Linked DNA regions of Drosophila melanogaster: region 2 is linked to region 1. Evidence: chromatin contacts called from public Hi-C data. All regions are on one chromosome and are shown on one strand. The core of a region is the stretch at or near the end of the contact, and the rest is flanking DNA. Distances in the headings are between cores, read along the strand shown. Region 1 holds the start of lncRNA:CR45737 (long non-coding RNA:CR45737). Region 2 holds the start of ImpL2 (Ecdysone-inducible gene L2).

The links. Hi-C and Micro-C count contacts between places; a contact is called where the count stands out from the background.
Region 2: a contact with region 1 is called in a Hi-C map of the Kc167 cell line, with 2.8 times the contacts expected there. A contact is called at or near these places in 3 of 107 Hi-C or Micro-C datasets (the Kc167 cell line, embryo and embryonic mesoderm).

What each region holds. Positions count from the first base shown.
Region 1 is chr3L:3,392,122-3,395,646 of dm6, forward strand. It overlaps lncRNA:CR45737 (long non-coding RNA:CR45737), which reads left to right and starts at 1,967. Exons shown (of 1, transcript NR_124771.1): 1 at 1,967-2,486.
Region 2 is chr3L:4,234,506-4,238,148 of dm6, forward strand. It overlaps ImpL2 (Ecdysone-inducible gene L2), which reads right to left and starts at 1,642. Exons shown (of 3, transcript NM_079197.5): 1 at 1,398-1,642. The coding sequence starts at 1,403.

The DNA of each region.
Region 1 (3,525 bases), core at 717-3,216:
TGAACTGATGAAAGATCCCAAATGAAGTACTATTTTTCCAGAGTGTAGGAAACAAATGTCAGGCCAAAAACTCAGGCCGAGATCGGGACTCATGCCCATGGGTTGCTTGTGTTACAAGTGTCGGCCCACAATGAGGGATTTTTTATAAACCGGAGGGAGGGCAGCCGAAACATCCGTTAAGCGTTCGTTAAGTGTGCGCATGCGTGGAGCTCTTTTGTCGATTCCACCGAACCAGGGATCGGATGGGATCGGTTAGGATCTGCCCAGATGGAGGGGCATATAGTAAGCAGTATAGCACCATAGCATATGCCGGGGCATATCCTGGAGGGCTTATGAGGCGGGCACTTGAACCGAGCCGAGGAGAACAGGAAACATGCCTAGTTACCAGTGGGCGTCGAGTGCTGGAAGGGGAAGACAAGTGCCTCCATCTCTGCTTCCCCGTAATTAATTAAAGAACCGTCATTCGATGTAGGCGTCGTTTTTGGCTACCTCCTCCTCCATCCACTGCGGCGAACTGCGCCCCCTCGATAGGCATATAAAGCTTAATTAAAGCAAATTAAAGTGATTGCCATTTAGTTTGAGGTTAATTGCATTAAATGCGAAACGTAAAGTCGAGCACGCATCTCTCTGTGTTCGTTCTCTCATTTCTCCATCTCCATTCTCGATTCACGATTCTCCTTGCGCTTCTTCAAGGGGAAGAATCTCTGGTTCTTCAGCTGGTTCCGATCTTGGGGGGGCCCTTAGTCTCCTCGGTCTGCTCCATATGCGAATTGTGTCGTGAGACTCGCTGCAACTTTGACCCCCTTCAGTGGGCAAGTGATTCAATGTTGCACGCATCGTTTGGCTACGGGTGAATAGCTCTAGAACCCTTGGGAAAATCAGAGGAACTACGACTGACACTTGGGGGACACTCCCCCTTATTTAAAATAAACATCAAGGTAGTGGTAAAGCTTGTTCTAATCAGCTTACAAAGCCATTATTTGAATGCAATATTTAAAATAATGGTTGTGTTTTTAAAAAATGAGAGTTTTGCAGCTGCATTAGTTTCTGTTTCTTTTCAATGTGCCCGCCTCAGTTGCCCTGCTCCAAATGGCCATCGCCGTAGAAGTCGCCACACTTGCCCCCAAATCTAGTTGCAGTTTGCATGTTTGCCGGCACTTTCGATCCAATAGAGCTCCCCTCTTCCCCAATTTGCCCGCCTTGGAAACTTATGCACATCTTGTCGGCACATAAATTCTCATTACAAGTGGAAACGATGACGATGACAACGACTTGGCCTATGGCACTGAACTTTTGTGCTTAATTTTTTCGATATGCAATAAATTGAGAATGCCCAATGGGGATGGTTGGGGATAGCCAGTGGATGTCGATCGCGGATGGGAGATTCCTTGGGTTGACCCTTGTACCTCTAGGTATAAGTTAGGTGAGTTCTTTCGATGTCACTATCAGATGAGGCAATATATTACCATCTTTGCTATTTGATCGAAGGCATTAATAATACAATTAAATTGTATAGACTTTCGGATTGCAGATCCATGTGGGAGGTCAAAAGACATGTTGACCACGCTAGTCCAACAACCTCAACTAATATTCTGTTTCTAAGCCGTTGTGCCCCCTCTGCAAATATATATTCAATCAACTGGTGCTGCATTTATTACAGACGAGTTTTAAACCTGTGCACACACACAATTTCCAAGGGCCGTGGATATATGTTAGTTAAACAGGATGGAGAAGGAAGTCCAAGCAGCATCACTACTCTGCTGGCCGGATGAGCATTAATTGCGTTGATTGTCATCGCTGCTTGCTGCTTGTTGATGTTGCTGCTGTTGCTGATGTTGCTGCTGATGCTGATGCTGATGTTGCTGTTGCTGTTGTCGCTCTGCGTGCAATTGTTGCAAAAAGCTGCGGGCTGCGAATTGCAGTCGGTTCATTGGACTGGCGCAGTCAGCTTGCAACTTGCAACGTCAGTCGCATGCGCCGATGTCTAGGTAAAAGTTCTATGTTGCTGTTGCTGTGGCTTTTGCTGTTGTTGGTGTTGTTGTTGTTGATGTTGTTGTTTTGCTTTTTAGACACAATTTCCGGGTCATTGACTTGAAGCATTTCTTCATTGAATTGCGTATGTGACTGCAACTGTGTGGGTTAGTCCCGCGTTCTCAGTGTGAGTGTATATATGTGCAGCAACACGATCAATAAACGAGACAAGCAGCAACAACAACACCAGCAAGCACTACACCAATAACAACAACGACAACAACAGTAAAGAACACCAACAACATTGACAACCACACCAACAACAATCACAACAAACACTACACCAACAATAGCAACAACACCAATATCAACAACAACAGAAACAACAACAGAAACAACAACAACATACACGCACAACGACGACGGCGAGTTAGAAGAAATACGATAAAAAAAACAGAGACGAAGCAAGCGAAGAACTTTTATATTACCAAAGAGTGCTTTCAGAAAGTGCACTGAAAAAAAATCTATTTTAGATCAGAAGGATTAGTGCAATATTTGTAAAACCGTAATAGATCGATAATACAAAACCTTTATTGAATAAAAAAATTGACTACTTTATGATTATGCAAACTTATATCCAAACAAATCTCATTTTCTCTCTCTGTAGAAAGGGGGGAAGTGTTGAAGAAAGGGGCGGTACGGTGGGTGCTGAAGGGGTGTTGTTGTTCTGTTTACGACTTTGCCTCGATTTTTGTTGGAGGACGAATGCGTGTGCAGTGCAAGAGCAGAAAAACACAACAACCAACAACCCAGTGGAGGAACAACACAAGCAAAAACAACTGCACAACGTGCACAGTTAAAGAAAAAGGCCAAAGAATATGGTGGCACGAAAGGACGACTATCAGAATACTCATGTTTCATATTTTTAAAATTCCTTTTTGTGTTAAATGCATTTTCCATCAAATAGCTTCTCTTAATTTCTAGTAAACTTAATGTGTGAGCTTTTTGATCTGGCACAAACACCGTGTCAAAAGTATATACCCAATGACCCTTTCTGCCGGTTTTTCTAGGGTATGCAAACAACAACAACAAACACAGAGGCAACGAACGCAGATAAAACCATGCAACCGGCAAGGTAACAGCCCCAGAAGCGAACGAAAACCTCCGCTAGCCACCTGCCCCTGCCCCGCCCCACGCCTTTTCCCCGCCCCCTGATCACCACCACTTTGCTCCCCCCTCCCGTCAAGCAGGTAACCTGATCGCCACAAAACAGAAGAAACAGAACGGAGAGTGAGGAGGAGAAGCCGGAGCCAGCATATCAGGAGACGTAGTCTCTTCCCAGAGAGCACTGCTCGAAATTGGATACCCTTTTCAAAGTAACACGAATGTATTCTAAAATTGACTTTACTGTTCTTATAAAATCTAATTAGAAAAACATATTATTATTGCTAGGGTGCAATCTTAGTTTCTCCCAGTGCACCTGCCTCTGTGTTGGTGCGTGTTTGTGGAAATCAAGTGTAGCAAAGGAAAGGAAAGGCGGAGGCCAAAGAATAA
Region 2 (3,643 bases), core at 392-2,891, 840 kb after region 1:
TAGCCACTTTTTTCTAAGCCAAAAAACTGACTCAACAGCCGGCGAAATGCAGATCGGATTAACCCATGGCCATCTAGGGCTTAGCATTTGTGCATTTCTAACTATTTCTTCAAGGTATCAACATAGCTCCAATATCTGAAAGAATAGCTTCATTTGCAACCAATCTTGAAGATCTAGCAAGAACCACCTTACAAAGAAGGTAAAGAAATATCTGTCCTCAAGTTCTGGCAAAAACTGATAGAATGAATATTCTGACCTCTAGAAGTAAATTAAGTGGTATAGTCACACATATTCATTCGAGAATGTACTAGGTTATAAAATGTAAAGATAACTCGCTTAAATAATAATAATAACTCGAAATACAAATGAATCCGCTCTTAAGCAACGAAATCGGCACAGATAAGCTGATATTATAAATATAGATCAAACTGCACAAGTTCGCACAGTTCTCAATGACAAATTCCGGTTGTGGAGATGTCAAAACAGATCTCAGGCAACGAATATTCATAATATTTTGCTTAAGTTCTGTTTGACAATTGGCATTCTTCTCACGCTCGATCGCCACTGAGGACTTTGTTTACTCTTAGTATCCGCCAGTTTTTCGGCGTATAAAAGCACATTGCTGACCAAATACTGCAGTTATCATTATTGCCCGGCTTTCGGGAAGCAAAACAACAACAACAGATCCGATATATGAGGGGAAACTACAGACCAACTGGCGACTACCCCAGAAAAACTGAGATCCCCCCAGTGTCTGTTGGTATTCCACTAGTCTGTTGCCTAGCGCGATAACAAATCATTTTTGTTGCACAATTAAAAATCACGAGTGTGCTAAATTAAAGATGAAATGTTTCAATTAAATCGTTTGCGAATTGACCCTTTGTACCCACGTCACATGAATCAAACATGGAATCAAACTGCTCATTTTTAGCACTCTCATCACGAAAAGTTATGAATTGATGGCACAAGATCAGAAACTGGTACAAAAATGTATGAAGATGTTCAAAGTCGAGATACCATTCGATTGCCAAGGCGATGAGTCAAACGGAGGAAGCTGCTATATAAGTTATACGGATGGTTTTGAACCCCGAACCCCAATTAAGTGGGCTATCTTTTCTGCTAAATCATGGTTTCTAGGCGGTCCTACATATAAAAAATATATTATTGAGAAAGGTTTTTTTTCGTTTGCCGCTATAAAGATTATTCAGTTTTTGATGGAATATTTTTTAATTAAGCCATAGAACTGTGCAGTATATAGTCAAAATTAATTTAAATAAAGATCCAAATGCATATATTCCCCAATAATCAGAGACATTTAAGCTTGTAATAGTTGTCCAAAAATCCCGCCATATGCTTATAGTTAGTACACTTATTTAGTGATTGACTAGCATTCGTACCTGCATATTTTTTGTTTTTTGGATGACGTTCACTCGAAGCTTCGTTGGCACTTTCACTAGAGTTCTAGAACTTCGGCTGGAGTTTCCGGTGGAAATGGAATACGTTAAGGTGGGCTTTCGATTTCACTTGGACTAAAACTCAGGCTGCAGTTGCAGTTATACTCTCGGCTCTGTATATATATGTGAATATATATATATATGGTCGATTCTCGGTGGAGCTCCGTTCTGCTCGAGATGTGGCGAGTGATGATGGACTGTGTGGCGGAAGATTGAGCGTCCATGCTTTTATATCTGGCATCTGGCATGGGCATGGGCATGGGCATGCCCGAACCGAACCAAAAATCAACAAGTGGGCGAATGCGGGACGAACGGACGAACGGACAAACGGACAAACGGACGCATGGACAAACGGACGAGCGAGCAAATTGGACTCTACAGGGGCTTTAATAACAGTTATGGCGTCGGCACTCTCTACAGATACAGTATCTCAATCCGCATTCGTATCTGTAAATGTATCTGTGGCGGCTGCCTTCGTGTCCACGCTCGGGTTTCTTATATTTTTTTCGTTAGCCCCAAAAAGGGGGTGGCTCACAGGGGATGGGATGGCTGTGGCTCTGGCTCCGAGTTACTTGTTGCTCCCCTTTGATTGATTGACTCGCAAAGAAAATTGTATGCAAATTTATTATTTTAAATTACATTTTTCTCATTAACATTCGCAGAAGATTGGATCGGCTGCGTTCGGATCGGACTGGAAATCAAATGAAATGAAATGAAATGAAATGCGTGCCCCAAATGCATATGAAAATCACTACGGTTTTTTACAGTACACTCAAGCGCCTCGATCCCACAAATTACCATATGGCGGTGACTCTCACAAGGATCAATAGATGCCAGTCACTTGGCGGAGGCGGTGCCTTCTGATTTCCCACCATTCCCAACATTGATGGCCTCCGCCTTTGGGCTGATAATTCCGGATTTGTTCAGGTCGCGATTTTAATTCGGCTCGACGGGAATTAGTTCCATCTGCTTTCCGGTCAGACAGTCAATCACCGTGGTTCTATGGATATATGTAGAGCTGGAGATACAGATATAGGTATGGCTATGACGATAGCGATGGCGATGGCAGACCTGCTGCCTCCAGTTGGAGACTCTGCATCAATTGCCGCGGTGTCCGCTATTTGCATTCCAGAGCCCCGGTACCAATTGCACAAAGATCCCGCCACAGACGATGCTGCAATTGATTTTGGTGTGGCGTCAATTGAAATGCACTTCGGAGTCTAGGAGTCTGGGCACGGAGAAAAAATCCAACCAAAATTGGTAATCCGCCTCATTACAATGGGGCTTATATCAGCACAAATAATGCTCTTCAGCTGGACGAGAATAGGCCACCTAATTAGAGTTCTATGGGCCTTTGTTGCTACTTCTTAAACGCCCACTTTTTATGTGGAATATACCACAAAAAACCGGAAAAATATCTAAATACGCACAGTGAAAAAAAAATGTACTCAAAAGTGATGGCTCATCAATGTTTTGCTTGGCAAAAAAAACTCTTATCTGTGCGATTCGTCACTAGGTGGTGATATTTTCAAGGTATTCAAATAATTTAATTAAATTAAGGCCACATATATATTTAAATCTAGAAAGGTCTCTTATCTGCGACAGCAGATGACACATTTTTATAATATATCAGTCTAATATTAAAATATATAGAACAATTCTTTGGTGTAAATATGCATTTCCACTTTCTACTTGTTCAATTTAAAAATTTGTTTTAATTTTAAGATAAAGTATTACGAATAAGTAATGCTTTCTAAAATGTTTCAATTAAATAATCTCACGTATTTGCTGTCTATCTTAAAATCTGATAACTACATTAAACCTATATTCTCAGCCATTTTTTCACTGTGTGGGCCTACGTGCTCCAAGTGGCCTGCCACCGTTATATTCAAATGAAGTGGAGCTCACGCAATCACGGCAACAGACAGCCCGGGGAAAGCCAGCATGATGACCACCAGCTTGGTCATTATCGGTTCGGGAACCACATGATGATGGGACCTTGCCACCGCAGTTGGAAATGGCTGTGAAAATGGTCACCTAGCAACAGCGGCTGCCACGCCCAATTTAAAGCGGCCCCTCGCCCGTTTGAGAGGCAACGAGCACCACCCAGGCACCCAGCCGCCACCCAAGCATCCAAGCATCCAGCCAGCAGGCCAGCCAATCACCCAACCACCCATTGTTTTCTTATA